Linked DNA regions of Rattus norvegicus: region 1 is linked to region 2. The links are chromatin contacts, called in public Hi-C maps. All regions are on one chromosome and are shown on one strand. The core of a region is the stretch at or near the end of the contact, and the rest is flanking DNA. Distances in the headings are between cores, read along the strand shown.

What was found. A called contact is a pair of places that touch in the nucleus more often than the background predicts.
Region 1: a Hi-C map of frontal cortex shows a contact between it and region 2, with 4 times the contacts expected there. The contact joins two enhancer-like sites. A contact is called at or near these places in 9 of 12 Hi-C or Micro-C datasets (the A7r5 cell line, the Rat2 cell line, Schwann cells and 5 more) and 1 of 1 datasets of contacts at active chromatin or transcription factors (oligodendrocytes).

What each region holds. Positions count from the first base shown.
Region 1 is chr7:92,634,280-92,637,299 of GRCr8, forward strand. It overlaps LOC134479915 (a long non-coding RNA gene), which reads right to left. Exons shown (of 3, transcript XR_010053813.1): 1 at 2,991-3,020; 2 at 419-581. Among named protein-coding and RNA genes, the nearest start is that of Mtss1, 120 kb to the left of the region's middle. Within about 2 kb of position 1,747, at least 8 of the 93 cell types and tissues checked have an H3K27ac peak or open chromatin away from gene starts, as enhancers often do.
Region 2 is chr7:92,413,381-92,416,358 of GRCr8, forward strand. The region is part of intron 4 of Mtss1 (MTSS I-BAR domain containing 1); the gene reads right to left. Among named protein-coding and RNA genes, the nearest start is that of Ndufb9, 44 kb to the left of the region's middle. Within about 2 kb of position 1,516, at least 33 of the 93 cell types and tissues checked have an H3K27ac peak or open chromatin away from gene starts, as enhancers often do.

The sequences.
Region 1 (3,020 bases), core at 497-2,996, 220 kb after region 2:
ATTCTCTAATAAGCCTGAGAAACTCCATAGGAGTTCAAACGAGTAATGAAAACCATCTGATACCCGTATCCTAAAGTCACCTCCCCCTCCCCCTCCCCCTCCCGTCCCTCTTCCTCTCCCCCCTCCTCGGCTTAGAATTTTCCCTCCTTCCTTCAAAGATTTCTTTATTTTATGAGTTCACTGTAGCTATCTTCATGCACACCAGAAGAGGGCATCAGATTCTATTACAGATGGTTATGAGCCACCATGTGGTTGGTGGGAATTGAACTCAGGACTTCTGGTAGAGCACTCAGTGCTCTTAAACACTGAGCCATCTCTCCACCTCCCACCCCCTTCCTTCAATTTCCCCAGAGGGCAGTGACCACTAACCCGAAGAGCCTGTGCTTGTCTGGCACTGAACAGTTAGTTACACACTTACGGCTGAACAGGCCTGGAAGGGGACTCCACTCCACAACGCAGAGTTGAACTGCTTTTCTCGGGTCTTCTGAAGGGATGTTCAAGTCTCTCAGAACATGCTGGTGTCAGCAGAAATGAATGGCTCTCCCCCTGGAGGGTGCGGGTGCTGTGTCTGTTCTAGAAACCTGAAAGGAAGAAAAGTTCTCACTGGCGGCTCCACAGACAGGTGAAGAGGAGAGAGACCCAAAGGAGCGAAAAGTGGGGAGAGACTCGTTGATGAGGTAAATATAGGTGTAAAAGGAGAGAATACAGAGGAAAGGCCCAACTAGCAAAGAACTGCGCAGGTCACACCTCCATCAATAGTTTCACTGTTTTCTTTTTCCTTTTTAACAGTTTATAAACGTTTTCACACATGGGCTCTCATTTGTGGCTCACAAATACCCAATGAAGGAGGCAAGAAGACAGACCCTTTCCCCTCCTGCCTGGGAGACAGATGACTCCAGGATCTCTCCGCAGATCCAGCAGTTACTGATGGCAGGAACCTGGCTTCAGCTCGTGCATGTGTCCTCTGAGGGTTAAGCCCCGATGAACATTGTCTCTTAATTTTTTATAGCTCTTCAAAACGAACATAACTTTTTTCTTCTAAAAACAATTTTGATATGATTTAGCTACCATCAAACTTGCCTTTTTAATCACTTTCAGATGCCTGTGGCATTAAAGCCGTTCTCACTGTTGGTGACCACCTTTATAACATTTACACGGTTCCCCCTTTGTCCTTCCAAACTAGACCTCCATAGCCAGGTGATAACTCCCACAGCCCTACTCACTCCTCACAGCCACCATCCTGCTCTCTGTCTCAGTGAGGTTGACTGCTCTAGGGACCTTACATAGATGGGCTTAGTAATGTCTGTCGTGTGTGTGTGTGTGTGTGTGTGTGTGTGTGTGTGTTTGTGTGTGTGTGTGTGTGAGTGAATATCTGGTGAATATCTGGTTTCACTCAGTGTGATGTTCTCAAAGTCTGTCCTCCTTTCACTTTGGTTTTAGCCATGGAGTCGTTCCTTGAATGGTGCATCTGCTTTTGTGTCGGGTGTGATGAACTGTCCCACATTAACAACAGGAGGGAGGGAGTTTCAGACTGTAGCCCTTGGCTCCGTTGATTCTAGATTTGGAAAATGGCAGAATGCAATGTTGGCAGAAGCTAGCACATGGCAATCAGGAGGACACGGGGGCGTGGGGCGTGGATAAGGATAGAGGTAGAGATAGATATTAATCTGGGACGAGATGTAGCCCCCAAACTCAGCTCTTAATGACTTATTTCTCCCAGCCAGGCACCTCCCAGAACCTTCGAAAACAGTGCCACCAGCTGGTGACTGACTTTCAGCACACTGTCCTTGTTAGGGAACATGTATCTGAACCGTAACAAAGTGTGTAAAGGACACTTTGTCCCTCTGTGCCTCTGCAAATGGCCACCGGGGAACTTCGTCTTTGCGCTCTTGTAACCAATGCTGTCATAAGCACACGTGTAAATATGTCCTTAGTTACAGGAAATCTCTAAGCTTTTGAAAGGTAGAATTTTTTCATGTTCATCAAATAAGTGGGAGGATCAGTTCTTATGGCTTCAAAGATGACCTCTTAACTGCTCACTGTGCCATCCTGCTCCTAAAATGTCATGGATCAACCTAATCGTAAAAATATTTAGGTTGGGAACTTAGCTCTGCCATTCACTGACTGACTATCCCATCCAACAAGTCACTTACCCTCCCTGAACTGCTAGCAGTGGTGAGAGTATGTGCAGCAGTGACTATATATATTTGGTTGTGAGCCTAGCCTTTAACGGCTGAGCCATCTCTCCAGCCCAGCAGTGACTATAATCATAATGACTGGCACCCAGCAGGTGTGGGTCCAGCAATGTGGGTGTCATGCGAGCTTCAGTTGTCATGATACAAGTGGCAGGAAGTACAAAGGAAAGATAACTCAAAAACCCAGGCTCTCTGAGCCTTGGCTAGAACCGACCAGGTAGACAACAGGACCCCTGGGGAAATGCTGTTCTGAGTCGTGAGTTGTGCCTGCCACCTTTGTTGTTGTACCACTGTCTGGGACAGGACAGATGTCACACTTCTTTCACAGTCAGGGCCGAGGCTGTCCCAGGCACATAAATGTAAACTACAGCAAGGTATGAATGAAAGGGTACTGTCTGGGGATCGGGAGAAGGGGATCTGTCCAGGGCAGTCACTAAACACGTCTTTCCCCCCTCTTCTGGCTCTCCATTTTCCTCAGTCATAAATTTAATGTTTAAAGATGATTGCCAAGGTTTTTGTGTTCTGGAAACATCTAGGCTATGACCTTCATGCGGGTAGGAAAAGGGTGGGTGCTGAAGCCAGCTTGGGATCAAGTCTGAGACAGTTGGCTACGCTTTGGGTAACCTTGACCCAGAGGCACTTAGCACCCCAGCCTTAGATTTTCTCATTCCTGAAAATGGAAGGCGATAACAGAGCCCGTGTCATGGGACATGTGAGGATTTGTCAGGGTGATGTGTCTGGCAGAATGAAGTGCTCTGTATATATAGCACAGTGTTTATCAGAACAAGCGCTTACCAGGACAGGCTGCCTTTGTTTACACAGTGC
Region 2 (2,978 bases), core at 266-2,765:
AGAGCACCTAAGTACTTTTCACATATTAAATCAGTCAATCCTCACAGTATCCTCCCCTGTGCTGACAGTGCTGCTGTGCTCGTCTCATAGACAGGAGAAGCACTTTAAGCAACCTGCCCAAGGTTACAGACTTAGTAAATGCCACGCAGGCAGGCTAAATCTCCCAGGCTTGTGTATTCAGCCATAGTCCGCTACATGACACTTCATACAGACAAAGATAGCAGAGGACTCCCATGTGCCCACCAACATGGGTAGTGACGTTTTATCCAGCCAGCCCGCAGTTTGGCTCCATCGTCTACAAGTATACTGGGTGCTGGATGACTGGACTGTCCCCGCAAAGCCAGTGCAGAGAGCTAGGTGATGTGACACTTCCATGTCCTCAAGGCAGAGTTAGGGCTGGAGGGGATCCCGCTGAAGGGCAGTCCCTGCACTCCACTCTTCTGTCCTGATATTTCAGTGCCTTCCTGATCTCTTCCATGGGTTTATTTTACTCCCGGGCCTTCCAGGAGCAGCCAAGCTATGGGTCGGCCCCACCCGCTTCTGAACATCACGCCTGTGCCCACCACTGTGCCTCACCACAGAGCGGACAGGAAATGAAGGGACATAAAGAAAACTTCCTGCCAGCAGTGTCTGTGGGCGGGCACAGGAGCAGGAGGCAGGTGACCTTCCCTGTGGACCCTATCACCCAGTGTTGTCGATCCTGGCATTTATGGGTCACCCTAAAAATAGATCTATCTGTTTAAGTGCTTAGCAACAGCTGACGCTTTCCTGACCTCTGCTAAGACTTTATTGAAAAAAAAAAAATCTCGGCAGGTTTGAATTGGAGGAAACTGGCTGGGGGGGGGGGGGGGGGCGCTACAGTGATGGAGGAGACATCTGGAAGAGGTCCAATCTGACAACGCAAGGATTATGGAATCACAAATGGCTGGTTTAGGCGAGGGTGGACAAGACCTTACTTCTTGAATGAGAGAATATTTATTATTTGGAGGCTGGACCAACAATCCGTTTGGTTTTTCCTTTATTCCCTAGGGATATGTGTGTGCACAAGAGGCTTACATTAAGTATCTTCTTCCTCAATTTGTTCTCTGTGTTATTTTTTTAATTAATTTTTGAGATAAGGTCTCTCACTGAACCAGGAGGCTGGTCAGTGAGCCCCAGGGCTTCTTGTCCTCAGAGGGGATTACAGGCATGTGCTACCACACCCACAGTGGACCAAGGCACACTCGCTCACACACACACACACACACACACACACACACACACACACACACACACACACACACACACACAGAGCAGCCCTAGGACGAAGGCACCCTCACTGCACCTCACCTGGGCTTGCTAATCAGCCACACAGCAGCTAAACTGAACAGCCAAGACCCAAACCCTGCTTTGTTCGGCTGATATCAGAAGACTTCTTCCGGCTATGACAAGCGGCAAACATCCCCAACTGAGGACAAAGAGGAGCATTTAGCGTGACAGACAGAATACAAATTGTTTATGACTACTTCTCAGAGGGAGGGAAGGAAACTCGGAGGGCAAAGGCCACCGAGCCACTGTTCCTCCAAACAGTGGCCCACGTGGCTGAGGCCACTAGAAAGGTGGTGTGGATCAAGTGGCATTGTTACATCCCTCCAAGCTGCCTCATTTGCAGGCGCCTCCATCTCCCAGCACAGCAGGGGCGGTGGGGCAGGAGGCCTGGGCCTGCCGTGTGGGCAGGTGGCAGGCGAAGACTCAAAGCTGGTTCTGCAGTGGGGCTGGGAAGAGCTGAGGAATAGAATTAGGAACTGCTCTAGCCAAAGTGTGAGGGTACAGTAAGCTACTGTGTGTTGTGGCTGCCCTGCCAGAGGCTCGTGCTGTTAGGAGGCTAATTAGGAGCCCGCTAGACAGGAGAATACAGCCTCTGGAACCTCCCAGAAGCAAGACTCAGTACAGGGCAGTTCCACAGGGCACAATCTCTGGACTGGATTATTGTTTACAGTTCACAGCAGTGTTCCACCCATCTTATCTTCTAAGACATCACCTTTTGTAGCCTAGGCTAGACTCAAGCTTGGTAAGTAATCGAGGGTGATCTTGAACTCCTAATCCCTCTACATCCACTTCCCAAGTATTGGGATTACAGGCATGTGTGAATGCATCAGTCTGGGACCCACACTCAGGGCCTTCATGTGTACTAAACATCCTGGTTCTAGAGGTCATTTTTATGCTCTACGCATTAGGGGATGTTTCACAGCACCCCGGGTCTCTCCATGAGATGATAGGCGTACTTGTCTGCCTCCCCCATGACAGCCGGAAGTGTCCCCCCCACAATCTGTCATCACAAAGTCATGAAAGCCAGTAGGCCAGCAGCACCGCTAGCTGCAAAAGAACCGAAGTGAGAGGTAGAGGTAACCTGCCTTCTGCAATGAAGCAAGAGACCCACCCACTTAGCATCAAAGAAACAGGGACTGGAAAGCACATGACCGACATCTCTGCTGCTTATGTGCAGGACAAAATATCAGGGCAGGCCAGAAAATTGTGAAAGACACACAGGAGTCCCCAGTGGGCAGCATCTAAGTCAGAAGAGACTCACTTTCATGAAGTTGGAAAACATCTATTATAGAGCCCAAAACCTTGGAGGGGATGGGGGGAAGCCGGTTCCAGCCACTCCAAGTCAGGGTTATCATCTGGACACAGCTAGCAAGAAACAGGCAGCCCCAAGTATCCCCTCTGAGGATCTTGGCACTAGACCAAAACAGGGGCTGCGGAAGCCCAGCTGGAGCCCAATGGGGACCTGCACTGCATGCTCAGAGAGGTAGGTCACCCATCGCACAGGTGGACTTGCTCCCTTGACAATAAACTTAAAAAGATCTAAGGAATAGCTACCACCACCACCCACCCCAAACACATCAAACCCCAAATACATGCAGAGGTGTGAGGCCATCTGCAACACACCTCACCAGAAATATTTTCCCAAATCTATTTCATCCAAACCAAAATGT